Linked DNA regions of Sus scrofa: all the other regions are linked to region 1. A link is a contact called in public HiChIP or PLAC-seq data. All regions are on one chromosome and are shown on one strand. The core of a region is the stretch at or near the end of the contact, and the rest is flanking DNA. Distances in the headings are between cores, read along the strand shown.

Evidence for each region. HiChIP or PLAC-seq counts read pairs in DNA pulled down with a chosen protein or histone mark.
Region 2: a contact with region 1 is called in an H3K27ac HiChIP or PLAC-seq map of skeletal muscle. The contact joins the enhancer-like site here to the promoter of ARMC12 in region 1. A contact is called at or near these places in 2 of 5 promoter capture datasets (liver and skeletal muscle), 22 of 47 Hi-C or Micro-C datasets (alveolar macrophages, blood, brain and 12 more) and 2 of 2 datasets of contacts at active chromatin or transcription factors (alveolar macrophages and skeletal muscle).
Region 3: an H3K27ac HiChIP or PLAC-seq map of skeletal muscle shows a contact between it and region 1. The contact joins the enhancer-like site here to the promoter of ARMC12 in region 1. A contact is called at or near these places in 1 of 5 promoter capture datasets (liver), 6 of 47 Hi-C or Micro-C datasets (blood, heart right ventricle, liver and 2 more) and 2 of 2 datasets of contacts at active chromatin or transcription factors (alveolar macrophages and skeletal muscle).
Region 4: an H3K27ac HiChIP or PLAC-seq map of alveolar macrophages shows a contact between it and region 1. The contact joins the enhancer-like site here to the promoter of ARMC12 in region 1. A contact is called at or near these places in 5 of 47 Hi-C or Micro-C datasets (alveolar macrophages, embryonic fibroblasts, liver and 2 more) and 1 of 2 datasets of contacts at active chromatin or transcription factors (alveolar macrophages).

Annotation. Positions count from the first base shown.
Region 1 is chr7:31,579,596-31,586,162 of Sscrofa11.1, reverse strand. It overlaps ARMC12 (armadillo repeat-containing protein 12), which reads right to left and starts at 2,619. Exons shown (of 7, transcript XM_021098632.1): 1 at 1,517-2,619. The coding sequence starts at 1,651. LOC100521322 (a long non-coding RNA gene) reads left to right here. Exons shown (of 3, transcript XR_001297829.2): 1 at 1-985.
Region 2 is chr7:31,464,227-31,470,793 of Sscrofa11.1, reverse strand. The region is part of intron 6 of FKBP5 (FK506 binding protein 5); the gene reads left to right. It overlaps LOC110261510 (a long non-coding RNA gene), which reads right to left. Exons shown (of 3, transcript XR_002345681.1): 2 at 2,783-2,840. Among named protein-coding and RNA genes, the nearest start is that of FKBP5, 82 kb to the left of the region's middle. Within about 2 kb of position 3,608, at least 49 of the 83 cell types and tissues checked have an H3K27ac peak or open chromatin away from gene starts, as enhancers often do. A contact at or near this core is called in alveolar macrophages, brain, embryonic fibroblasts and 6 more, where this site is marked.
Region 3 is chr7:31,481,513-31,488,079 of Sscrofa11.1, reverse strand. FKBP5 (FK506 binding protein 5) reads left to right here. Exons shown (of 12, transcript NM_001315611.1): 5 at 3,840-3,982; 6 at 4,904-5,018. Among named protein-coding and RNA genes, the nearest start is that of FKBP5, 65 kb to the left of the region's middle. Within about 2 kb of position 4,084, at least 18 of the 83 cell types and tissues checked have an H3K27ac peak or open chromatin away from gene starts, as enhancers often do. A contact at or near this core is called in liver and skeletal muscle, where this site is marked.
Region 4 is chr7:31,655,480-31,662,046 of Sscrofa11.1, reverse strand. SRPK1 (SRSF protein kinase 1) reads left to right here. Exons shown (of 16, transcript NM_001144113.1): 13 at 2,873-2,980. Among named protein-coding and RNA genes, the nearest start is that of LHFPL5, 35 kb to the right of the region's middle. Within about 2 kb of position 3,691, at least 7 of the 83 cell types and tissues checked have an H3K27ac peak or open chromatin away from gene starts, as enhancers often do. A contact at or near this core is called in alveolar macrophages, where this site is marked.

The DNA of each region.
Region 1 (6,567 bases), core at 1,370-3,869:
TAGGTGAAGGTTTATTTAGTGAATGAGAGTGTGGGTTCAACCCAGACTGCCAGGGTTCAAAACCAGCTCAGCCACTGACTTACCTCTGTGCCTCATTTTCCCTACCTGTAAAATAGGAATAATAACCACCTACTTCTTGGAGTTGAGAGGTTAAGTGCTTGGAACAGTGCCCAGCACACACAGCTCACCCAATGTGACTGTTATAACTACTATTTCAAGCAGGTTTCCCCTGGGCAAAAATGTTGGGTGTGGGAAGGCAGTGGGCACAGATGGTGGGGCTCTGTGAGCCCCTAAAGGTACATTATTCAGCCCCTTCCATTCAATCACTACCCCTGCCACCCTGGCTAATTAATCTCAACTCCTGTAGCCCATTTAATTGCTTCGAAAAAGTCTGGAACCCTCTTTGAAACCCCCCCCCCCCCCCGGCACACACATCAAATACCTACACCAGGAGCCCATTCCCCTGAGCTGCTTTATTCCTCCTGTGAAAGCCTAAGACCATCTCCTCAATCTATCAGGACTCTGATAATGGGCGTTTCAGTCTAGTTAGAGTAGCTAACCGTGCAAGCAGGCTACCACGGAGTGTGACCCCGGAGGGGCCCCGCGCCTGCGGGCACTAGAAACTAAGGGAAAATTAGCCTACTCTCTACTCCAAGGAAAAAAGCCCGCTGGAGTACGATGGGCTTGGATTTGGGCGAACTCCATAATCTGAGTCTCAGCTTCCTCCTCCGGAAAACGGGTCTATTAATACCTGCCTACCACCCGGAAGTGCGCGGTCCAAACTTAGTGAGAGAATGTGCGCTGTGACTCTCGGTGACCAGGGGACGCTGCACACGTGCGAGCCGCCCCAGCAGAAAGCCAGAAAGCGGAGAGATGAAAGTCTGGCGGGGCAGCCGGTGCCTGACGTGGATCCCACACGCTCCGAGACAGTGTCTTCCTCAGCTCGTGCTTACCCCGGGCCAGGGCCAAATTCGGGAGCCTCTCGGTAGGTAGCTCGTTACTCCGGTGAAAGGGTGGGGACCGGGAGAAACGCTGCGTAAGCCCGGGGAGTGAAGGAGGCGACGCCCCCACAAGCGGAGGACCTAGTGCTGGGCGGAGGCCGCGGCTTTCCCCGCCCCGGGCCTCCCCCCATCTTGCCCTCCCTCCCCGGACTAACCACCCCCCCCCCCCGCGCATCCGGCAGCGGGCACAGGATGTTCTTTCGCTCCGGTCCCCCCCCCCCGCCCCCGCTCTCACTTTCCCTTCGCTCCCATCCCCCACTCCCGCCGCGTCGGGCGCCGGCACCTTGTTTAACTCCTTCTCCCCCGCGCTCCGCGGCGCGGGGCGCGCCCAGGGGTCCCACCCTTCCCGCCCACACCTCCGACGCGGAGCACGCCTGAGGGCTGCCGGGGAAGAAACGGGCCTGGGCTGGGCGCTGGGCCTCAGTTCTTGGGATCCACTGGCCCATCTTGGATGAAGGGGTGAAGAGGGATCCTGGGGACTGAGGTCGTCTTTCTTCGGACCCCCGCCAGCTCACCGGTGCCGGGCGGACTGGAGGGGTTGGGTGCCGGCATCGGGTAATCTGGGTGCCCAAGGCAGGCGGCCAGGGAGCGGAGTTAGCTCCAAGTCCGGCGTGGGGCAGCACCATGGAGGACTCCAACCTCAGCCTCATCCGAGTTTGGCTTCATCCGAGGTTGGGATAAGAAGGGGCCTAGGTCTCCGGGAGAGGATGGCAAGAGGTCACGCCCCTTGCATATACGTCACTTGTTTCCAAGACAACCAGGGGCGGGGAAGAGGGCTAGGGAAGGAGGCTGCTGGAGACACTGGGACCCGGGTGGGGGTGGGAAGGCGGCGTGGGCAGCTTTTTCATTCTTTGCTTCTTCACTCGCTGGTGCTCTGAGAAACTGAAGGAAGGGCAGGTTCTGTTCGTTTCTTCACTCGACAGACTTTCCCTGAATTTAACTACGCTTGGCGCCATGTGTAGGCACTGGGTTTCGGCGGCGTTGGATCTGAACCCTGCCCTCACCGGTTATTGTGAGTTAGGGTAGGGTGGCCTTGCGTCCCGGGTTACGTCTGTGAAACCAGTGTAATTGTTAACAGTGTCCCGTTACTGGCTTGGAAGCATCCCAGTACGGAGGGAAAGGTAGTCAAAGAAGCTTGTCCCCCAATTCAAGGACGGCTCCCACATGGCAGAGAAGACGAACTACTGTCTGCTCATTATGCAATGGACACTTCGTAGTCTCTGTAATCTTTGCCCCTCATTCTGCAAGGAAAGTAGCTCTAGCATCTTTTACAGATGAAGAAACTGGCTCAGAAAGGTTAAGACACTCACCCAAGGCCAAACAGCTAAGTATTGGAGCCAGGATCCAGACCCAAATCTCTGTGGCTTCCAAAATCCAAGTGCCCTATCTCAGGCTGCCCTCTCGAAATAAATAGATGATGTTAAATAAATAAATAAATAACACGGTCCCTGCCATGAAGAAGCTTCTAATCTTTGGAGTTGAAAAGACTACAGGATATTAAGAAGCAATAAAATATAGATAAGACTGAAGGCAGCTCATAAGGCGCAGAGGGAAGTTGATGACAAAATGATCAAAGTGGGGTGGAGATTATCAGAGCCTTTAAGCTGGGTTATGAGGTGGTGATGGGGCCAGGAGCACTGGGGTGTGTGTGTGTGTGATGCGGTGCCAAGAAAGAGCACAATCAGGGGGCATCAATGAGGGGCCCAGAGCTAGGCAGGCTGGAATCTCCGATGGCAAGGTCCCTCTGCAAACCCAAAGCCACTGGTTGTACGCCCTCTCTATTCTGCCTTCCACCCTCCTTGATGGATTGTCTGTTTCTTGCTGGCGCAAAGGCTCCCGGCAGGCAGCTACACTCATTCTCCTCTGCACTCAAGGTCTTTGCAGTTGGTATTTGGCACAACCCCGGAGGTTAATTTGGATGTCTGCTTCTCTCTTCACCACCCCTCTCGGAAGATTCTGGGAACTTAAAAAAAACTGTGGCTCCTCAAAACAACAGGGCCTGCGTGAACATCGAGAAGCCAATAAGCTTAATAGGAATGGGGAGCCCAAGCCAGGAGGATGAGAAAGGGGTGCACCCGAATGGTGTGCTCACGTGAGCAACGTTCGCTGCCCTCCTCCTACACACCAGGTCCTGTGCGGGACTCTGTAGTCTGCGTACCTCATGAATGAGTCTGGGTCCCTTCATAGGGAACATATGAGTTAGCAGTGGATGTACCCAGTGTGCTTGGCTGAAGAGTCTGCAGTTGATAACATACACAATAAACAGTGTTTGAGAAAGATTATTCCAGCAGGGTGTGTAGGAGGAAGGAAGAACCTGGGTCAGAAAGGATAGTGTGGCAGCAACTGTGGAAATTTGGGCCAAAGATGGCATCTGTGAGGTTGGTGAGGAAAGTAACAATGTATCTTGCAATAAAAGCAAGAAAAGGAAGAATCTGGTAATAGGTCAGACCTAGGATAGTGAAGGAGGGAAAAGAGTTATGAATGAATCCGCCTTCATGGGGAGTTTGGGGAGGGGGAGGGTCACGGTGGGAAAGGGGGGAGGAGCTGGTATGAGGGATTTGAAGGTGAGGTTAGTCACTTCCAGGCCATGTGAGGGCAGGTGTCCTGTAGGCGACTGGCCTTGGACAGAAGGAAGTCCTAAAGGGCAGTGGGCTGCCTTGTGAGAGTGACCCTCTTACTGTGGGTGTGCAAACAGCTTCAGAACCATCACTGCCCTGGGATAGATACGGTGGCCAGATGTTACACACCAGGTAGAAGGCTGGTGTCGGCGACAGTGAATGTACCTCCTCACTAAGGGATTTGGTGAACGTTGGCTGGGTGAGCACGTGTGTGGGAAGTATGCCTGTATATGTGGGAAGACGGTTGGCACCCACCTCCTCAACTTTGGCTCCAGAGGGTGCCAGAGATGCCCGGGAGGGGGGCTGAGGCCCAAGTGAGGCACTTCAGCAGCCTGGGATCCTTCCCCCAGCCCCACCTTGGAAGGCCCTGGAGCCCAGGGCTGTGTTGACTGCCAGGGCCTTTCCTGCCTGCCCTGGCACACTCCCAGCACAGCGTGTCCCCTGGGGCACCTTGCAGACACTCCAGGAGGCTGGGGCATGGGACAGGTCCCCACCCCCTAGGAAGAGTCCTGCTCTGGACTGACATCTGAGCTCCCCGTCCTGGGACTGTCATCCATCCACACCAGACCACAGGGGACAGCAGACCCAGAGGAGGAAGGAGAAGCTTTGTGGCTGGGTGGCAGAATTCGTAGGTCTTTGTTGTGGCTTTGGGTGGGAGGGTGGGTAAGGCAGAAAAGCAGGGTCTCAGGCTTCAAAGCACCTCCCCACCTGCCTCTCCTTCCCTCTGAGGAAATCTTCAGGGGCCTAGTGGTTTTGAGGGGAGGGGACAGGAAGAGACTTTGAACTCTGGGTCAGCTGGGAGCAGAGATGGGGAAGATCTTGCTCTAAATCCCATTTCTCCCAACATCTTCCTCTGCTCCCCACTGCCCTAAAACAAATTTCTGCCTCCACCCAAGAGTTACATCCCCCACACCCAGACCTGCAGGGACCTCCCAGAGTGGTGGGGGGGATGGGACAGCATGGACCCGGCAGCTGCATGGCAGGCCACACCTGCAGGTGGGTTGGGGAGCGTGACCCTCCCACGTGGGCAGAGCCTGCTCCACTCTGGCGGGGCGCTCCGAGCCACGTTCATGGAAGGGCGAGAAGGCAGAGGGATGCGCAAAGCGGCCACGTGGAGGTCCCGAGCGACACACTGGGCGGGAGCTGGGGAGCGGGGCCCGTGTGCTCGCCCCTCCCGCTCGAGGGAGCCTCAGAGAGTCGGGTCGTCGCTGACCGCAGGCTGCAAGAGCGGTTGATCTGGTGAGCGAGCACACCCACTTACCCAGCTGCTGAGTCAGGCTGTTCTCGCTCCCCGCTCGCCCGCCCGCTCGGGACATTGTGTTCCAGCGCGCTGGCACCGGGCCCAGGCGCTCACACCAGCCTCCTCGCCCTGTTTGTGCTCGCGGCTTGCGCTCGGCGCGCAGCCTCCCCGTCGCCGCCGCAGCCTCCGAACGCGTTCTTGGGTCTGGCCAGGCGCGGCCCAGGGACGGCCGGTGCTGGGGCCTGGTGCATAACCCCGGGGACGTGCAGCCCGGCCGGGCTGGCTCCCACAGCCCTGCCGGGTCACCGGCCTTAGCGCGCCCAGACCTGTCCATCCCCCACACGAGCCCTGGTTTGGAACCCCGGCGAGTCAGGGGCCCAGAGCAGCACAGTTGCGAAGGGGTAGGGGCAGGTGTGGGAGCTCCATGCAAGAGAAGGAGCCGTCCAGGCTGCAGCCAGCGCCCCACGAGCGCTGCATCTAGCAGTCTGGAGCCGAAGACCCGGGATGCAGTCACGTGATAACGGAAGCCCACTGGAGGGGGCCGATTCCAGCCATCTCCCAAAGGAGGCTCCCTGTTTCTCCAACCCCTTCCCTGATCAATCTTTTCTTCACACAAACCTGGAGACTCCAGGGATTCCCAGGCCCCGGCCAACCAAGCCCAGCCCTTTTGGACAGCTCTTTTGGATAGCGGGAACCCCCTGGCAGGAGGCCAGGAGGAGGAAGGGCCTGGACGCTGGAGGGTGGGAGTGGGCGGCAGGGTGGAGGAAGACAACCCCCAGCCGAAGCCTGATCACCTCCCTCTGTCCAACCCATCTGCACATTTATTCAGGGCCAGGTTTTGTTTGTTGTTTGTTTGTAGGGCTGCACCCACAGCATATGGAAGTTCCCAGGCTAGGGGTAGAATCGATCAGAGCTGTAGCGTCAGGCCTATGCCAAGACCTGGCAGGATCAGAGCTGTGTCTGAGACCTACACCACAGCTCAGGCCAATGCAGGATCCTTTAACCCACTGAGCGAGGTCAGGGATGGATCCCGTGTCTTCATGGATGCTAGTCGGTTTCCTTACCGCTGAGCCACAACTGGAACTCCAGGGCCACATTTTCTCACTTGCCCTTCTGCACAAAGACATCACTGAGCCCAGGTCTTGAAGATTCCACTGTCTCTAAACCAAGGAGGGGGACAAGGGACTTCCAAACTGAGCAACAGAAGCGTATGGAAGGCTCTGTTAGGGCCTGCAGAGCATGTCATTAAAAAAAGTTTACAATACAATTCCTAAAGTCCTTCTATCTCCCTCCTTCCAACCGCCCAGGTTTAGCGTGCCATCTCCCATGCTGGTCCATGACTGCCCATCTTTCGAGCTCCAGCTCATAAAGCCTGCCTGGAATGATGCCAGCCAAATCTGATTCCTCCCCTGAAAGCCCAGCACGCTCAGTCTGTACCTTTCTCACGGCGCAGCGTGTGGCCCGTCTCATATTCTAGCGATCTGTTTACTAATCCTGTTCTTCTAACCAGATTAGAAAGTCCTTGAGGCAGAAACAAAGTTTGTTTCTTTGCGGCCTCCCCCCATGGCTTGAGCTCATCCCCCACAGGCCCAGCTTGGCACTGGGAGTGGATGTTCAATAAATGTTGGGTTTATTTCCTGCCCTTGGGCACTTTGCAGACCAGTTGAAGAGACAAACATGTGGCATGCGAGGTTAAATAGTAACCCAA
Region 2 (6,567 bases), core at 2,359-4,858, 120 kb after region 1:
ATAGCAAGATTTCAATCTTATTATGATTGAGTAATATTCCATTGTATTTCTGGTGAAATTTCTTAATTCCATAACTTAAAATTTTGAACTCTTCCAAGAAGAAGCAAACTATACACAAAGAAATGAGAATCAGAATGACCTCAGACTTATTTGTGACAGTAAACACTAAAGACATGCACTGAGTATTGTCTATGAGTGTTTTTTTTTGTTTTCTTTTTCTGTTTTTTTTTTTTTTTTTTTTTTTTTTTTTTTTTTTTTTTGTCTTTTTGCCATTTCTTGGGCTGCTCCTGCGGCAAAAGGAGGTTCCCAGGCTAGGGGTCTAATCGGACCTGTAGCTGCCAGCCTATGCCAGAGCCACAGCAACACAGGATCCGAGCCACGTCTGCGACCTACACCACAGCTCACAGCAACGCCGGATCCTTAACCCACTGAGCAAGGGCAGGGATCGAACCCGCAACCTCATGGTTCCTAGTCAGATTCGCTAACCACTGTGCCACGACGGGAACTCCAGTCTATGAGTGTTTTGAACCTGGAATTCTGTACTCAGCCAAATTATCATTTAAGTATCAGAAAAAAAAAGTAACTGTTTAGAATATGCAGACTTGTGCCCTTTTTGAAAAAAAAAAAAAGCAGAACTATAGGATGTACTAAAACATCCCGAAAGATAAAGCCAAGAAGTGAAGACTTGAGGCATAAGAAACATTACTGGGCGTAAAATTAATTTCCAGGAGTTCCCGTCGTGGCACATTGGAAATGAATCTGATTAGGAACATGAGGTTGCGGGTTCGACCCCTGGTGTCGCTCAGTGGATTAAGGATCTGGCATTGCCATGAGCTGTGGTGTAGGTCACAGGTGCTGCTCGGATCTGGCATTGCTGTGGCTCTGGCGTAGGCTGGCAGCTACCGCTCCAATTCAACCCATATCCCAGGAACCTCCACATTTTGGGGGTGCAGCCCTTAAATGATGAAAGACAAAAAAATAAAGTAAAATTAATTTCCATAATGTGACAGTGAAGTTGGACCCCTGAAATGGTAGAACTATAGTGTTAAAAATACTAGTTTGAAGGAAAAAAAGAATACTAGTTTAACTAGTATGGAACTAGATCCCAGGTCATTTTAACAAAATGTGGTGGAGACGGAATATGAGGAGGGGAAGCAAATTTTCTGAAAGGATTTTCTTTTTTTTTTTTTTTTTTTTTGTCTTTTGTTGTTGTTGTTGTTGTTGCTATTTCTTGGGCCGCTCCCGCGGCATATGGAGGTTCCCAGGCTAGGGGTTGAATCGGAGCTGTAGCCACTGGCCTACGCCAGAGCCACAGCAACGCGGGATCCGAGCCGCGTCTGCAACCTACACCACAGCTCACGGCAACGTGAAAGGATTTTCTTATTCAAGGGGGGATAATGCTGCTTAGTTAACATTGATAAATATGAATATGTATAAATATATATATTTATCATTTGTTACTAAAAATTCAGCCAGTGGACCATTTATTTTAGAATAGTATTAAAAAACAAGAGTTCCGTATCAGTGAAGAATTTAAATAGCTCTTGGAATTTATTAAAAAGAGGAGTACTGATATATTCAAAAAGGAAAATTCCTATAAATGAATGAAAATTACTACCATTTTCCTTAATGCCCTATTTTCAGATTAATCATTAAATAAATATTTACTTTCTGGCCCTGAACCATGTGTTGGGCACTGTGAGGTACAAAAGAAACAGAAGATGTTGCTTCTGCTCGCTTTGAGTTTTATTCATACTTTGACGGCTCTCTCTGTGGAGCCATGAAGTGGTTTCTCATACCAAGTTCTAAAACATGCTTAATGTGGTATAATTTACCACTAATTGCAGGAAAATAATTGTAGCTAACATTCACTGAGTTCATCTCTGTAGCCACACGTAACACAGTGCTTTCACATAGTAGCCACCCTGACACAGAAATGAATGCCTGCCAAGTGCTAGGCTAAAAGCTTTAATTAATTCAGTACCTAATTCAATCCTCTCAATAGTTATGAGTTAGGCTAAAGTTAGTTACTCCCCCTATTCTGTATATGAAGAAACTGAGCTTCAGATAATTTAAAAGACCTTGCCCAAAGCCACAATTGTTTAGTGACAGAAGGGACTGGAATCCAGGTCTGACTGCAGTGCTATCCTGCTGCAGAGTGTGAGGGTTTGTGTTGGTGTAGTCTATTGTCCTGTGTATGCTTCCTGTCTAGACTAAGATACACAATCGTTTGCATCAGGGCTACTCTGCTCAAGTAGCCAAGTTCACGCCTGCTCTCAGTCGGCAACCATCATCCCTCGGCACCGTAAGCAGCCCTGCCGTGGCATCTGTTCATCAGAGTACAAAATGCAGAGGCGGACAGTCGCGGGGAGGGAGTGGGGGGGCGGGAATTGACCTCTGTGGCTGAGGGGAACAGTTTCTCTTCTAATCAGTGATTAATATGCCTCTTCTGACTTTAGAAATCCACCTCTGCCTCTTCATTTGCCTTTTCTAGGGGTCGGTAGGATCCCACTCACTGTCTCTTGGATGCTCCGCTCTGTTAGATAGCAGATGCAGGCAGAGAGACTCTCCCTTGGCATATGAATCAGGCAGCAGAGAAAACCGTTGCCGAGTAGGAGTAACCTGTCACAACCTGGTTTTCTCTGTTAAATGGCCAGTCTTGTCCAGTAGTAATGCCATTACAACATTCCCATTCAGATCCCCATGACCCAGTAATTGTTTTGGAAATGAGTGCAAAGCTATCAGACTACTATAATTAGAAAAGAGAAAAACAGACACTTACCAGAGTAACGTCTTTAGGCTGGAGCATTTACAGCAATTTTTTTTCTCAGTTTTGCTTCCTAAAATACACATTATACAGTTTTTTGGTTCCTGCATTCCAGTTTTGTTTTGTTTTTTTTTTTTCCCTTACTGCAGTGCACTCCCCCCCCCATCTTAATCGGAGTACAAATTGCTGTCAGCACATCGAGTTCATGTGCCAGCCACATTCAGAACAGGGTGTTCTGTGCTCTTCAAAACAAAATTGCTCTAGGGCAGTAAGAGAACAATAAGTCAGAGCTCCAGTTTAAGTGATGTTTTGCAGCAGCCTGGGTTCACTTGATGTGGTTACTCTCGGATTGCGCAGCAAAACTGGGGTAATTTGGTTTGGTTTGACTCGGTGGGGTTTGGAGGACCTCCTCCCTTTAAGTTATGTAGACTTTAAGTCAAGAGAAAATGTCCCTTTTTAACTTGTATGTTTCTTTCTGTCCCCAAAAAGCCTTAAGTAGAAGCATCCTGTATGTACTTTTATTCTCTTCGGGCACGTCATAGATCAGTTACTTCCCGTAAATCATGCTGGTTGGAATTAGCAACAGACCTCCTGAGCCCTAGAGGCCGAGCTCCCAGTGAGTCATGATGGTTATTGTTAAATATTTATTAAGTGAGTATTTGCACTAAGAGATACAAGGTCAAAAGCAACCACAGGTCTTCCACAGCCAGAGCTGCCACAGTTTTCTTTTGTGGCAACTGTTGAGACAGTTTTTTTTAAAAAGCTAGGTCTACAGGAGCTGGGCGTGTCTGCATCTGTCACCATGATGGGGGCCTGCTGTCGCAGTGGCAGTAGCAGGCATTTCTGTAGCCCCAAGGTGGGGTGTGAGTTCTTGTCAGCAGTCTTGTAGAACTTGTCACACCAGTGTTCCAAGTTTAGAAATTGGAGCCACAGCCGCTGCTGCTTGTAGGGAGATGTAAAGAATCGATGGACTGTCCACACCCTGAGCTGTGGTACCTCCTCTTGCTCGGATAATGTCAGTATTGACAGGGGGCGGTTTACATGTATAGACGGCTGTGCACCTATGTGCACATACATCTCATTACATCAATTTAAGATTTTATGGTACTGTAGGTGGTGCTTGTCCAGGTCCAGCTTAAAAGAGTTAGATTTAGTAGAAAAAAATTAAAAGATTTGTTCCTATGTAAGGTAGTAAGTATAGCCTTATTGCATGTATTTACCTTCTAGGTGGCCACAAACATTGGTTCTGTCATTTATTGTCTCTTAGACCAGCTACAGTGAACCTTTTTGCTTTGTTAATTATGACTCCATTATAATTTGGGAACTTTTTTTTTTTTTTTTTTTTTTTGCTCATGTGCTTGCCTCACTTATCTTTCCCAACATGTTTATTAGTAGCCAACCTGTTCTTTCTCTAATATGAAGGGTTATCACATGTAAAGAGAACTTGTGAAATTATTTATGTAATCTTAATATCAAGTACATGCATCGAGCTGAAAGCCAGCCTAGGAAACTGACACACAAGCAGGAATCCTTTGCAGAGTCTCTGGATTTCCTGTTTTGAAAACACACTCAAACTTGATCAACCAAAAACCACAACGAATGTACTGATAGTTTCCTCCCCCACTAAATGTACTCTCCTTCAGGGAGGAAAATGCTTCTAACAATAAACCTCACATAAAAAGATCTGTCATCTAAGTTGTGAGCTACTAGGATAATAAATCTCAATACTTGCAATATTTTACAATGTGTGGGCTGAAATTCACTTTGCTCAGCAAATCTTTTTTCATGAAAAGTGTCATCATGTTAATCTAAATTAAATTCCCTGGGCAGATTTTAAAATATATGAGAACACAAACTTTTCATAACTCACAAAATTCTTCAGAAACATGAGCATTTACTCTAGTAAAAATATCTTAAGCCTTGGATTCCCTCAGAACCTCTCTAGCATGTATTTGAAAATAATAAAGTTGAATTTTTTTTTTTTTTTTTGTCTTTTTAGGGCTGTACCCGCGCCATATGGAGGTTCCCAGGCCAGGGGTCTAATCGGAGCTGTAGCCGTCAGCCTATGCCACAGCCACAGCAATGCCAGATCTGAGCCGCGTCTGCAAGCTACACCACAGCTCACGGCAACGCCAGATCCTTAACCCACTGAGCGAGGCCAGGGTTTGAACCCTCAACCTCATGGTTCCTAGTCGGATTCATTTCCACTGTGCCACGATGGGAACTCCAGAAAATAATAAAGTTAAATTTATTTTGAAACTAATTTCCAATCAAAGGAACTCTCATTGTGCTGTGAGCTCCGTTGTGTTTTATCTAGAACATTCCCAAAGTGAATGAAATAGGGTCATCTGCATTCGTGAGCATGGTCCCTGAACAAAATTCCTGTGTGTTGGCTCCACCCTGACAGTCAGCCTAGCCCTTGGCCTGCTCAGAGCGTTTGACTCGAGAGTCAGGCCTGCTCTAGTTTGGCCCAAGCATCTTAGACTCCATCCTGGGTCTGCAGTGGGAACAATGGGATGCTATCAATTGTGATTTAGAAAAGGGTAGAGAGCTTCAAAGCATAAACGACCATGGGACATTTTGGCCCCTGGTGTCTGTGCCACTGCTGTTTACTCTTCAGGGTTTCTCTCCTTTCCCAGGCTTGGGCTAGAGGTAACGCGATCAAATGATTAACTGCAGGAATCAGCTTTGAAGCTGGTTTCTGGCCTATGTCAAGAGTTGTATCACTGGGTCATAGAGAATCATCGAATCTTAGACCTTCAAAGGACGTTTGAGATCAAGTATTTCAAAAGTAGAGTAAGTTGGAATTGAATTTGTATTTAGAAAATAATTGTCTCATGGAACAAGTGTTACAGAACAAGTAGGTTTGTTTTTGGTTTTTTTTTTTTTGCCTCTAAAACAAGTTATTAATCTAAAGTAGACCAACCAGTCCTAGAAAAGAAGCATTTTAGGAATTTGTTACATTTGAATCAAAGCCATTATATTAGAGAAGTGGGAATAAAGAATTTTCCTATGAAAGATAAATTATTATATTGCTTGTTGACTGTTCTGTTGTCATACAAGCCACCCATGTTTCTACCTGAGTCAAAGGCCTAAATGGAAAGGAATGAATATCCTTAACATTAAAGGTAGTTTGAAAGTTTCAGAGAGTGGTTTATGCCACAAGAAAAGGGCATAATATGTGTCTTTCCTATTTGGTCTTAACGTAAAAGCCCCTCATGTAATACGAAACCAGCCTGGGAATGAGCCGAGTGGGTGTGAGTGGAGTGGGAAGTAGGCCCTGAGAAACTGACTTCTTTGCTTAACGTCTCAAGAGTTGATGGGTGAGTTACAGCAGACTCTTGACTCCTTCACATTTTACATGTATTACCCCACTGAGTGATCACAGTGTGTTAGTTATTGATGATGTTGCCTTTGGGTTTTCTGTTTTTATTCAAACATATTTGTGAATGAAATTAAAAAAAAAAAAAGCTTCTGTATTCAGTTAACCCTTGAATATCACTGGGGATATAGCCATTTGGTTTTTTTCTTTCCTTTTTTTTTTTGGCGGGGGGTGCTGCCTTGCAGCATATGGCATTCCTAGGCCAGGGATCAGATCTGAGCCAAAGTTATGACCTATGCCACAGCTGTGGCAATGCCAGATCTTTAACCCACTGTGCTGGGCCAGGGATCAATCCAGCATCTTGGTGCTGCAGCGATGCTGCTGACCTCGTTGTGCCACAGCAGGAACTCCATTGTTCAGGTGTTTTTCAACCAAAGCATCTGAGTCCAAGATGCCATTATAAATGTTTAATACGGAG
Region 3 (6,567 bases), core at 2,835-5,334, 100 kb after region 1:
TTAAGAAGAAAAATGCTTATATAATGTGAAATGTGAAGAGTAGGGCTACAAAACCAAATGGCTGACCAGAATTTAAAATGTATCTATACATTTTAAGAATGTATAGATAATTTTTTTTTCTTTTAGAGCCGTACTCGCGGCATATGGAGGTTCCCAAGCTAGGAGCCTGATCAGAGCTACAGCTGCCAGCCTACACCACAGCCATAGCAACAACACAGGATCCAAGCCATGTCTGTGACCTTACACCACAGCTCAGGGCTGTGGATCCTTAACCCACTGAGCAAAGTCAGGGATCAAACCAGAGTCCTCTTGGATACCAGTTGGGTTAATTACCACTGAGCCACGACGGGAACTCTAGAAAATTTAATATATGTAAACAGTGTACATACACAATTGGAAGGAAATGAACCAGGAAAATGGCAGTTTACCCCAGATGCTGAAATTTCAAAAATTTTAAAACTGTATCCTCTATGCTTTTATATACTTCCCAAGTGTTCTATAATGAGTATGTATTATTTTTTTTAAATCAAGGGAGAATGCTTTTTAAGAAAAGAGCTCCAAGATTGGCAATTTTAGAAACATACTTGTGTTCATATCAGCCTGGCTCTTTACTCAGTGTGTTTCATCAGTATCTGAAGCTTAGTATAAGAGAAGCTTTAATGTTCCTGAATGAGAAGAAAACAAAGCCATGAGCATAATTATTTAGCTTGGGGCTCCTGTGGATTTAATAGGCTGATACCTCCAGCTTCTAAGGCCTAGCGTAGATGATATCTCTAAATTAAGCTTTTGCTGATTGTTCCATCCCCCACCGGAAGGCAAAAGCTCCTATTTCTACTCTATTTTAGTATTCACTACACTTTAAAAAAACAGTGCAAGTACCTTTCTGCTCCACTAGCAGTACTGCATTGCATGTTTCTTGGAAGGAAAAAGGGAACAGCAACCTTTGTATTTTTGGTTCCTAGGCAGACCTTTGCTCCTCAGTAATTGGCCAAATGTCTTGAACAGATGTACAGTAGTTCCTCCATGGTATAAAGATTTCCTGGAAGAATACATATGGTAATTGTCTTAAAATGTCGGAGTTGAGAGTTAAAAAAAAAAAAAAAAGTTCTCGATGACTCAAACTAAAGCCGTAGCCGTCTTTCAAGAGCATCCTTGACAATAAAGCATCCTATCAACAGCAGACTTTAAATTTCTTCTGATGATTCTAGACTGTTTTCACGTTGAACCATGTGTGGGCATATAAATTGACATCGTCCTTTTGGAAGGGCAGTTGGCCAATATCAAATTGAAAGTACTCATCATGGTTGCACTTCCAGGAAATTACCCTCCAAATATTCGGGCACAAAATAGGCAGAAATCCTTCTTAGAGTACTGTTGCTGATATGACTCTCAGTAGTAGAGTGACTGGAATAGTATGAAGCCACTGAGAATGAGGTAGGTGTGTATTTATGATGATGACTGTTCTTTATTAAATACATATTACATGCCAGGCACTTGACATATTTTATCTAACAATTATAACAACTGTGTGGCAGGTACTATTATTATCTACATTTTGCAGACAAGGAGAATTTGTACAAGGTCATACAAATAATACGGAACAGACCTGGTATACTTTTATTTATTTTTTTTTTCCAGACCTGGTATTCTAACTTAGGCAGTCTGAAGTTAAAGCAGGCTGCACTTCTAACCCCAAAAATATATAGCCTCCTTTCTGCTGATAAAGATGTATTTATATCTCTATCTTTATTTATAAATAAATTATAAACATTATATTTTTTCAGTTTAGAATTCCATTCTTTTTTTTTTTTTTTTTTTGGTCTTTTTAGGGCCTCACCCAGCCATATGGAAGTTCCCAGGCTAGGGGTCAGATTGGAGCTGCAGTTGCCAGCCTACACCACAGCCACAGCAACACAGGATCCAAGCCATGTCTGCGACCTACACCACAGCTCACAGCAACACCAGATCCTTAACCCACTTGAATGAGGCCAGGGATTGAACCTGCGTCCTCATGAATACTAGTCGGGTTCTTTACCACTGAGCCACAACAGGAATTCCCCCAGTTCTTTTTTTAAGTTTCACTGAAGTGTAGTTGACCTACAGTGCTATAATTTCTGCTGTTCAGCACAGTGATTCAGCTACAAACATACATTTGTTTATGTATTTATAATATATATAGTGGAAATATGTATGTTATATATAATGAAAAAACAGTTCAGAACTGAATGTATAGTATGCTGTCATTTGTGTTACAAATTTTTTTTAAAAGCACACAGTGGAAGGCTAGAAAAGAAGCATAACAGTGGCTCCTTGTAAGAAGGGAATGGATGACCTTTTATATTTCAATTATATCTTTCTCTTTTCTGTGTGTTTTAATAATAAGCATGTATACCTTATATATACTTTTAACTAAAATAAATGTATCTGATATTTTGAAAAGTTGTGATGCTTAAAACTAGGCTAAAGTCATGAGTCACAAATGCTTTGTCCACCCCTACTTATGGTCCTTATAAGGATCCCCTTATTGTAATCCCTTCCTCTAATCCTACCATCAGCTCTCAATTCAAGATAACAGCTTTCTTCAAAATTCACTCCCTTTGCAGTTTATTGCTTACCTGATCTCACTTTGAATACTTCAGTTTTTTATTGACATAGCACTTCAAATTTGTATATTATTCCTTAAAATTATGTACATCTTCTGTTGTTTCCCAAAGGATTTGAGACTGCTTATTGTTAAGATACAATTATAGAGGTTACCATAGTTCTGAATTGAGCAGTAAAGTTAACTTTTAAGAGTTTCTCAGCAGATTATAAACCTGACTAGTATCCAGGAGGATTCGGGTTCGATTCCTGGCCTTGCTCAGTGGGTTAAGGATCCAGTGTTGGCTGTGAATTGTGGTGTAGTCGGCAGATGTGGCTTGGATCTGGCATGGCTGTGGCATAGGCCTGCAGCTACAGCTCTGGCTCCAGTTTGACCCCTAGCCTGTGAACTTCCATATGCCACAGGTGCGGCCCTGAAAAGAAAAAGAAAAAAATTGTTAATTTTAGTTTTCTGGAAGTAGGCAAAAAAAAAAGAAAGAAATTCTTCTGTAGTTCTTGTGATCTGACAAAAGAGGACACATGTTTTGGAGGTTTTTTTTGTTTGTAGAAATACAAAACTCACTTTTTTTTTTACTCTAAATTTTGAGAAGAAATCTGTTTCATGGGCCTTTTTATGATACAGTTTATACTTTTCTGGTTGTTTCTTGTTTGTTATTTTTTGTCTACCCAACAAAATTATAAGCTTCCTTAGGACAAATTCCATTTTCCATACTATTTTTGTCCCATTTCTGCCTAGAAAACACGCTTATTATTATGGTTGAAATTATAAATTAAGCAACAACTGAAGCCCAGCCACATTTTAAAGATTATGTTACTGCCACTTTTCAAAGACTTAATCTTGAACAGTTTAGAAATTAATACCAAAAAGAATGGATGTGTGTATATGTATAGCTAAATTGCTTTGTCATACAGCAGAAATTATCACATTGTAAATCACCTATACGTCAATAAAACTTTAAAAACTTGTTTTGGAAACAAGTCTCTTTAAAAAAAAAAATTCAAAAGAGAAAGTAACACTACTTTTGTCCTTTTCAGCAGAGAATCTTCTCCAGTAGCCCTGAGGAAAAAAAATCACAATTTATTTCTTAGTGTGTAGCTCTTGCTGAGTTCTTTTGTAGCCCCTGCTTCCTAGCTGAGTAGTATGTAACGTATGGAATTATTGCAACTTGTGTTCCATGACAGTTACTTTTTTAAAAAATATGACTTAGAGGGTTTCAACCCCTTTTCTTTTGTCTTAGGCCAGGTTATCAAGGCATGGGATATCGGGGTGGCTACCATGAAGAAAGGAGAGATCTGCCATTTACTGTGCAAACCAGAATATGCATACGGCTCGGCTGGCAGTCTCCCCAAAATTCCCTCGAATGCAACTCTCTTTTTTGAGGCAAGTATGTGTGTGATGTTGCCTTGTTAGCATCTGCTCTGCTATAGTGCTGGCTCCAAAGCAGCAGGCAGTGGAACGAGGAGCTAAGTTTGCTGTTGAGGATCAGATCCAACTTATTTATTTTGGAGCTTGGCTTCTTGAATTGTTTCCCGCAAACCCAAGGGGTGTGTGCCAGTGCTTTCTTAGAAACGTGTCTCTGGCACAAAATGGTCATATCCAAATAAACAAAAGACACCAGGCTCAGAAATAAAGGTTGTGGTCCATAGTGTGACAGAAGACGGGATGGAAATGTGGGAAATAAACATTACAATACACCTAAACCAAGTGGGAAGGCTGTTTTCACGTTACAGTGGTTATAAATGTCACAGATCTCACTTCCTCACTAGGAAGCAGTAAGTCGAGATAAGATGTTACTCATCCTGTGTCGAATAACTCATATTTGGCCAAACTTAGTTTAAAAATCAAGAGGGAAATGCCTGAAAATTCTAACTAGGTAAAATACACCTTTGGTTGGTTGTAGTCCTGATTCATAAGATTTATTCTTACATTTTAAGAAGGGAATTCCATGAATCTGGGGTGGAAAAGTGGTGGCCTCTAGAGTCAGACACAATAGTTCTGGGCCAGCACTGTGTCACTCTGGCTTTCTGCCACAAGGCAGTTTTCCTAGTACTTCCTGTCTGTCTTTGCACTGCAGCCCCACAGGATGTAGTCCTAGACATTATCATTACATGAAGGTTCTTTCCAGGTATTGAAAACTGCAGTGTTCTTTTTTCCTACTTTTCCAATAACTAAGATGCACAGATAAATATAAAAACAGTTTTATTTTATAAAATGAAAAGAGAATTAGTCACCCTTGCCTTTAAGTGTGTTAAATTAGCTTTGTCCCATCAGTTCTCAGCCAGGTCCCTTTTTCCTTTCTAGATTGAGCTCCTTGATTTCAAAGGAGAGGATTTATTTGAAGATGGAGGCATTATCCGAAGAATCAAACGGAAAGGAGAAGGGTACTCAAATCCCAACGAAGGAGCGACCGTAGAAAGTAAGTCTTACTGCGAGAGGGAACTAATTGGTCCTTAAAAGTTGGGTTACATTTATGTGGGTGAAATGGAGGTTTCTTTTATAAAAATCTGTTTATAGAAATAAATATATTGAATATGTATCTCAAAAAGAATTTTAGAATCCAACATTTATTTAATAGTGACTCATTTAATATTCATTCAACCTGTATGTGCCAAGTACTGTACCAGCCTCTACAAACTCAAAAAAAATGAGTAAAAAGTAATCTCATCCATCAAGGAGTTCTTAGTCTATGGACTCTTTGATGTGTCAACTACTGTATTAGTTGCCTTACACATCAGTTCTGTTTAAGGTATGAGTAATTATCCCCAGGTGAGAAAAGTGAGTTCATAGAAGTTATGTAAATTGCCCGAGGTTGCAGAGTTATTAACTAGAGCCTAGATTTTAAGGCCTTTCCGGACTCTCAGACCCATTTCACTGGCTGTCATCAAGAGAAAAAACAGTATTGTAGTTTGATCGTAATTGTGTAAGAGTGTTTATTCTCTTTTGTGTCAGGAGATGTGGGTTTATTGAGTGACCTGTAGCTGTTCCATCTTTCTCACTTACTAAGTTGGGGGTCAGGATGCTGTTACGGACTGGGATAGCTGATCACCGTTTCCCCTGCCATGGTGCCCACTTTGTACCACTGTGTGCACTACTTGTCACTGGTCCTGTAATCAGCACATACCCATCCCCAGTGTGCAGTGAGTGCTGTCATCAGCAGCGCCCATTCCCCAGTGTGCAGTGAGTACTGGGGGACTGGAATCTTCCCCTTCTTGTTTCCAGCATCACTGGCAGTGCCTTACACACATTCGACGTTCAGTAGATGCTTTCTGCATGGATGAATGAATGTTTGAAAAATGCCATTTATTGCGCTGAAGTTCTTCAAAAAAGAGACTGAAAAAACATGTAGAAATACTTCGATTTAAGAAAAAAAATCAAGTCACTAAACAAGGATGGTGACATGAACTATTATTAAAGACCTAACAAAGAGTTCTTTTTTTTTTTTTAATTTTTTTAATTTTTTATTTTATGGCTGCACCTGCGGCATATGGAAGCTCCAGGGCCAGAGAGTGAACAGGCTGCAGCTGTGACCTACATTGTAGCTGCAGCAATGTCCAATCCTTTAACCCACTGTGCAGGGGAGAAAATCTGTACTTCTGCAGCCACCTGAGCCACTGCAGTGGGATTCTTAACCCACTGCACCACAACAGGAACTCCCTAAGAGTTCATTTTTAAAACATAAACTAGGTAGTTTGATTTTATCTTTAATGTTGTGTATTGAACCACAACAGTATTTTACATTCTACTTTGAACCCATATTTCATTTCCACAAGTCTGGCAGATTAGTTCAAATTTAATTTTTGTAATTGAAAACAAGTTATAGTATTACTTTTCTTTTGCAGTTACAGTGTTTAGATAGTTGTCATTCATGATAAGTTTTAGAATAAATGAAGGGATTTCCACCATGACTCAGCAGAAACAAATCTGACTAGTATCCATGAGAATGCAGGTTCGATCCCTGGCTTCAC
Region 4 (6,567 bases), core at 2,442-4,941, 75 kb before region 1:
ATCTTGCCCTGTATTCTGGAACTCTCTTTCTCTAAAAGAGGTTTTAAAACAGTTTTCACTTCGTTGGACCCCACCCTCCCGCCTACTTCCAGAGATACCTGACACCACCCAGTCCTGAGCCTTGGGAGAAGGAAACCTATGGTGTGCATCACACTGCTTCTCAGCTTTCACCAGCAGCTTATTAGTCAGCTTTCTTAGAGCCATTCTCTCTCTGCTTTCCAACTTCTAAATTTTATTATTCTGACTTTGCCATTCTCTTTGACAGGTTATGCTTTAAAAATTAATACTGGGGGAGTTCCCATCAAGGCTCAGTGAAAATGAATCTGACTAGCATCCATGAGGATGCAGGTTCAATCCTCGGCCTAGCTCAGTGGATTAAGGATTTGGTGTTGCCGTGAGCTGTGGTGTAGGTTGAAGACATGGCTCAGATCTGGCATTGTTGTGACTGTGGTGTAGGCTGGTGGCTACAGCTCCAATTTGACCCCTAGCCTAGGAACCTCCATATGCCGTTGGTGCAGCCCTAAAAAGCGAAAAAAAAAAATTAATGCTGGGTTTTCTACTGAAATGAAGTTTCAGGAGTAAGTGGATGTGTACGTATCCAACACACCATCTTTACTTTTGCTGATTCTTGACCTCGTTTATCATTTACATGTCTGTAAGGCAGTAGTGGCACAATGACTAAAGACAACTCCCTTGAACAGCACGTCCATTTTTCTAAATATTCTCACCTGTAGTACATTTCCACTTCAAGCTCATTATCTGAACCCATTGTTTTCCTTCTCTTAAGTCTTTCCATCCCTGTCAGTAGCCTCTATCACATAGTTCCTTTTGACTTGTCCTACTGTCTCCCACTCATAGCCATTGAATTTTTAAATTGTGCTTATTCTTTCTGTGAATATCCTTGGTTTTAACTTTTCGCTCTCCTATTTCCACAGCCATTGTTCATGTGCTCATTACTAAGCCTAAATCTGGCCAGACACCGGAAGATGTTCTCAGATGTCCTGTTGTCTCCTACATGCTCTCCTGTTCACGAACATGCAGTGTTGCTCTCTTGTCTGTCTCATAAATCTAAACTCTTCCACCTAGCAGTTGGCTTTAGCAGATGTCATTCTGTACCTTTATATATGATGTTCCCTCTACCTGGAATCCTTTTTGCTCTTTTGGTCAAACTTAGTCCAGTTCCCTTTGAAGCTCTGGTCAATGCTGTTTCCTACCTGAAGCTTTCTCTGCCTAATTTCCCCTCTTCACAAATGCTGTTCCTTGTTTTTGAATTTTCATGGGATTAGAAAACTGTCTTTCATGCTTGTACGTGTTATATTGAGTTTTGTTTCCTGTGTTTGATTCATTTGAAGCTTCCTTTTTCTGTATAATTTTTTATTGTAGAAAATTTCAAACCTATACAAAAGTAGAGAGAATAGAATGATCATCCATACCATTATACTACTGTCACCCAGCAATTATCAACCCATTTCCTGTCTATTTTCACATATATCCGCCCTGCCACCCACTGCAGATTATTTTGAAGTATATCCCAGGCATCTTATTTTCATTTGTAAACATGGCTTTCTAAAAAAATGATCCTTTTAGGTAACCATTGTTATACCTAAAAAGGTTAACAGTTCGCTAATATCAAATACTCAGTCACCTTTGCCAATTGTCTCATAAACATTCTTCTAATTTTATTTTAGACAAAATCTAAATAAAATCCATGAATGCAAAATTGGGTACTGTCTCTCTTAAATTGCTTTTATATAGAGGTTTTCCCTTTTTCCCCCATACAGTTTAGGTGTTTTAAAGAAAAAACAAAACTGGTTGCTTAGGAGTTCCCCTGTGGCTCAGTGGGTTAAGGATCTGGCATTGTCACTGCAGCAGCTTGGGTCACTCCTGTAGTGCAGGTTCAGTCCCTGCCTCTGGAATTTCCACATGCTGCAGGCACAGCCAAAAAACCAACTCTAGTTGTTTTGTGGATTGTACTCCCTTGCTGCCTAACGTGGCTCTGTTTCCCCAAGGTTCACATTTGATATTTTTGGAGGGATGAGGGAAGCAGAGGAGAAGGAGGGCAAGAAGTCTCTATCGGTGTTTATAAAACTTAAAACCTACATCTTTTATTTTCTCGTAATGAGCACACAGCAAGGAAAAGTTTGAATTGACCCTAAATTGATATCATTTATTTGTTGAAATCCAGGTTATTAATTTTAGGCAAATGAAAAATTTAGTTTTTGTTTGGGATGATAGTTTTCCATTTCTTAAAAAACAATTTGGGGAGTTCCCATCATGGCTCAGTGGGTTAAGGATCCAGTGTTGTCATGAGCTGTGGTATAGGTTGCAGATGTGGCTCGGCTTTGGTGTTGCTGTGGCTCTGGCGTAGACCAGTGGCTACAGTTCTGATTGGATCCCTAGCCTGGGAACCTCCATGTGCTGCAGGTGCAGCCCTAAAAGACAAAACAAAAAACAAAAACGAAAAAGCAAATTTGGAATTCTCCTGTGGTGCAGCAGGTTAAGGTTCCAATGTTGACAATGAAGCAGCTTTGGTCTTTGTGTGGCATAGGTTCGATCCCTCCTGGTCTGGAAACTTTCACATGCCTTGGGAGCAGCCAAAAAAAGGGCAATTGTTGTTGCCTAATCTGTGTTTCCGTATTAACTTAAAACTTATATGTTGGCAGAAATAATTTGGAATAAATGGTGTATAAAGAAAAGTACTCTTTGGAGCTAATAGAATCAAAATGATACTTAAGAAATTAGTTAAATGAAAACTTTGGTTTGGAGAAAACTTGGATGAATTTATTTTAATCTCCATTATTAAGTAGTCATGACCTATTACTTTTTAGAATAAATGAATCTTAAAATACTGTTACTTTCTTCATTTACTCAGCACAAACATTTCACTGAAGATATTCAAACAAGGCAGTATCGCTCCTTGGAAGTACTGATAGGATCTGGTTATAATACCCCTGCTGACATTTGGAGCACAGCATGCATGGTAATGTTTTTCCTGTTGACTTTAATTATTATGTGGTAGTTACTTACCTTGCCCCGTTTGCTAATTTCAGTAGACCAGCAAATTAAGAGAAAAGGAATATTTTTGTGACTAATCACTGCTACTCTGAATCCTGTGTCTGGACAGGTCTGAATTCAAAAGCTTAGTTATAAACATCTGGTATTCCATTTGGTTCCTGCCAAATTCCTGTTAGGTGAAGGAACCAAATGTTTCTTAACTACAGATGGGGGTGGTGGTTGTAAAAAAACAACTGCTCAAAGGTGATGTTGCTTTTAATTAGGAGGTTGCAGGTGCCCTTGCCCTTTTAGATCTGAATTATTTTCAGATTAGGGAGAACCCTGGAAACTGCTTCATTCTATACAGTTCAGCAGTTCCCCAGACATCTTTGCTCCTCACAAGATGTGAAGCTCAGTCATCCATGGATTCCTAAGTTGCTGTTTTGTCCTTGGCAAGCAAGTACTCAAGTGGTCAGGCTTAGCTGATATTAAATGACTTCCCACAAATACCCTCATGTTGGAACATATTATTGTTTTCTGAATGAGTGCTTACAATGCACTTCTGATGCTAGATAACTACACAGAATTATCATAGACTTCACAGATTAAAGGCATAGTTTCCCACAATACTACCCTTTCTTCAGGCACCAGCTGCAACTCTGGGGTCCATAGGCCACCTGCACTTCTGATCAACTGAGTTGGGGATTTCCACTATTGTTTCAGAGTCAGTAGTTTATTAGAATGACTCACAGCACTCAGGAAAGTGCTGAAATATTACAGTTTTGTTACAAAGGATACAAATCAGGACCAGCCAAACCGAGACATGCATGCAGCAAGGCCTGAGAGGGACCAGGGGTGAAGCTTCTGTGTCCTCAGGATCACATCATTTTCCTGGCACATCATTATTTATCACCAACCAGGGGAGTTCACCTAAGCTTTAAGTGCCCAGAGTTTTTAATTGAGATTTCATTACTTAGGCATGATTTATGAATCATCAGTCATGTGGCTGAGCTCAGTCTCCAGCCTCCTTCCCTTCCCAGGAGTTTGGGAGGTCAGGCTGACAACACTGAGCTCAAAGCCTCAACCCTCTAATTGTATGGTTTGTCTTTTCCAACTTGGGGACATGTCCCACCCCACCCCCCCTCTTAAAATTATCTGGGGGCCTAGCATGAATAACAAAAGGCGCTTTTATCACTTAGGAATTCCAAGAGTTTAGAGGGTCCCCCCTCACCCAGGAAACAGAAACAAGATCAAACAAATTCTTTAGTATTCAATAGTACTTAGTAAATATTTGTGGACCGTCAAATGAGTGAACTAAACCAGAAACATATTAAACTATCATCTCAATTAACATTTAGTATTTACAGTCAACTTTGGAGAAAAACTTGAGAAAGGACAGACTAGAATCCCCAACCTGTTGGGGATCATAGATTTCTTGACACTCACATTCCTGGAAAAACTTTGTCTTCCAAAGGTAATAAACTTAAAACCATGTAGTTAATATGGCATGACCTTATAAATCATTTTGTTACAGCACATCATTCATTGGTCTTTTAAGGTGGAGAGCTATCCTAAATGAATATGGTTTGATACCATATGCATAAGATGAAAGAAAATTGGGATAAAATCATACTTCTTTCTTGCCATACTTTAAAGCTTTGTGATGAGGAATTGATTTGGTAGAGAAAATAACTGATAGAGATGCCACCAACTATAAAATACAGCTAGTTTGTAGGTGGCATCTGATTTCTTAGGATGTGGTTCTCAGTAGTGGGTTAATTGAGGGCAGTAGGTGTTATTTAACATAGTGTTTACAATGTTATGCTTAAGAAGTAAGGCCAAAAGATGAAAGTTGGGGGAATTAACCTAGCCCCTTGTTTGGACCAGCTCATGTGCAGGAATTTTCTTGACCAAGAGAGGGAAAACACTTACCTGACTTGAAACAGTACCACAAAAACTTGAACCCCATTTTCCCCCCAAATTTCTCTCATTTTGCTAATAGACAGAAATATTGCTTAAAATGTTGCCATACTCAGAGTAAAAGTAAATTTTGGAGTATCAAAAGTTTCTAAAGAGATGGATTATCCTTCATCCAGTGCAATTAATTGATGGAAAGATTGAAACCCTTTCTGAAAAGTAAAAAGGCAAGTCATGGAGTTCCCTTCATGGCGCAGCAGAAATGAATCTGACTAGGAACCATGAGGTTGCGGGTTCGATCTCTGGTCTCACTCAGTAGCTTAAGGAACTGGCATTGCTGTGAGCTGTGGTATAGGTTGCAGACGTGGCTTAGGTCTGGCATTGCTAAGGCTCTGGTGTTGGCTGGCAGCCACAGCTCTGATTGGACCCCTAGCCTGGGAACCTCCATATGCCACAGGTGCGGCCCTAAAAAAGAAGAAAAAACAACAAAAAAAAGGCAAGTTGTGAGATGGCCTACCACATTATTGATTGAAACTACGAAGTTAGAAAGGCGGTATAAGAAGGGAATGTTCTGAGAAGAATATTAAGAATTAATAGAGTATATGTTTTCCAATTCTTCAAATGTTCTGTGGATTTTGACAAATGTGTAAGACATGTAGCTGCCATTGTACTGTCATATAGCATGGTTTCACTGTAGTCCTCTGTGCTCTGCCTCTTCATCCATCCCCCCAACCCCTGGCCACCACTGATCTTTTTATTGTCTCCATAGTTTTGACTTTTCCAGAACGTCATATAGTTGGAATCGTACTGTATGATTCAGGTTAGCTTTTTTCACTTTGTAATACTCATTTAAGGATCTTTCATGTCTTTTCATGACTTCATAGCTCATTCCTTTTTAGCACTGAATAACATTCCATTATCCGAGGTACCAGCACAGTGGATCTAATAACTAACAGATTTGGTCTGTGTCTGTTAGCGTGACCCTGGCTAACATCAGTGAGACAAGCAGGGGAGTGGGCATCAGGAGCCCTGGATTCTAGGGTGGGTTTTGCCTTTCCTTTAGGTCAGTTTTTCTCATCCTAGGCATTTTGTAACCTAGAGTTGCTGCTACTAGTTTTCAGTTCTGATGTTGTGATCATTTGGTTTGGTTTGGGTTTTTGGTTTTTGTTTTTTTTGTTGTTGTTGTTTTTTCTGTTACCTTATTTATAAAATTTTAGAAAATTTTGTATATCTTTTTAAACTTTAATATCTTCACTGAATCTCCACTATGATACTGAAAAATTAAAGTACTGGTTTCAGATTTGATGAATAAGATCACAGATTATTTCTGTTCTGCTTTGGGACCTTAAACCTCAGGACAATTAGAGGGTAAAATAGGTATCTGCTCTATCGGTGTGGTTCAGTTTCATGATGAACTGCTCTGGCCTGTAAAACAGGCAATCCTGAAATTTCACTTCTCTGGCCTTGCTCTGGATGGTAGTATAGCCCACGTGATACATTTTTGAGAAAGATTGTTCTGTTGTAACATTGACAAGCCACCAAGACCTAGACCTGGGTCTAAATTGAGAATGTACCCCAACTCAGTCCAACCCAGAGTTACTCAGATTGTCTGGGCTACTTGGTACCATTGCATTAACCAAAATTGACCCATGGCTA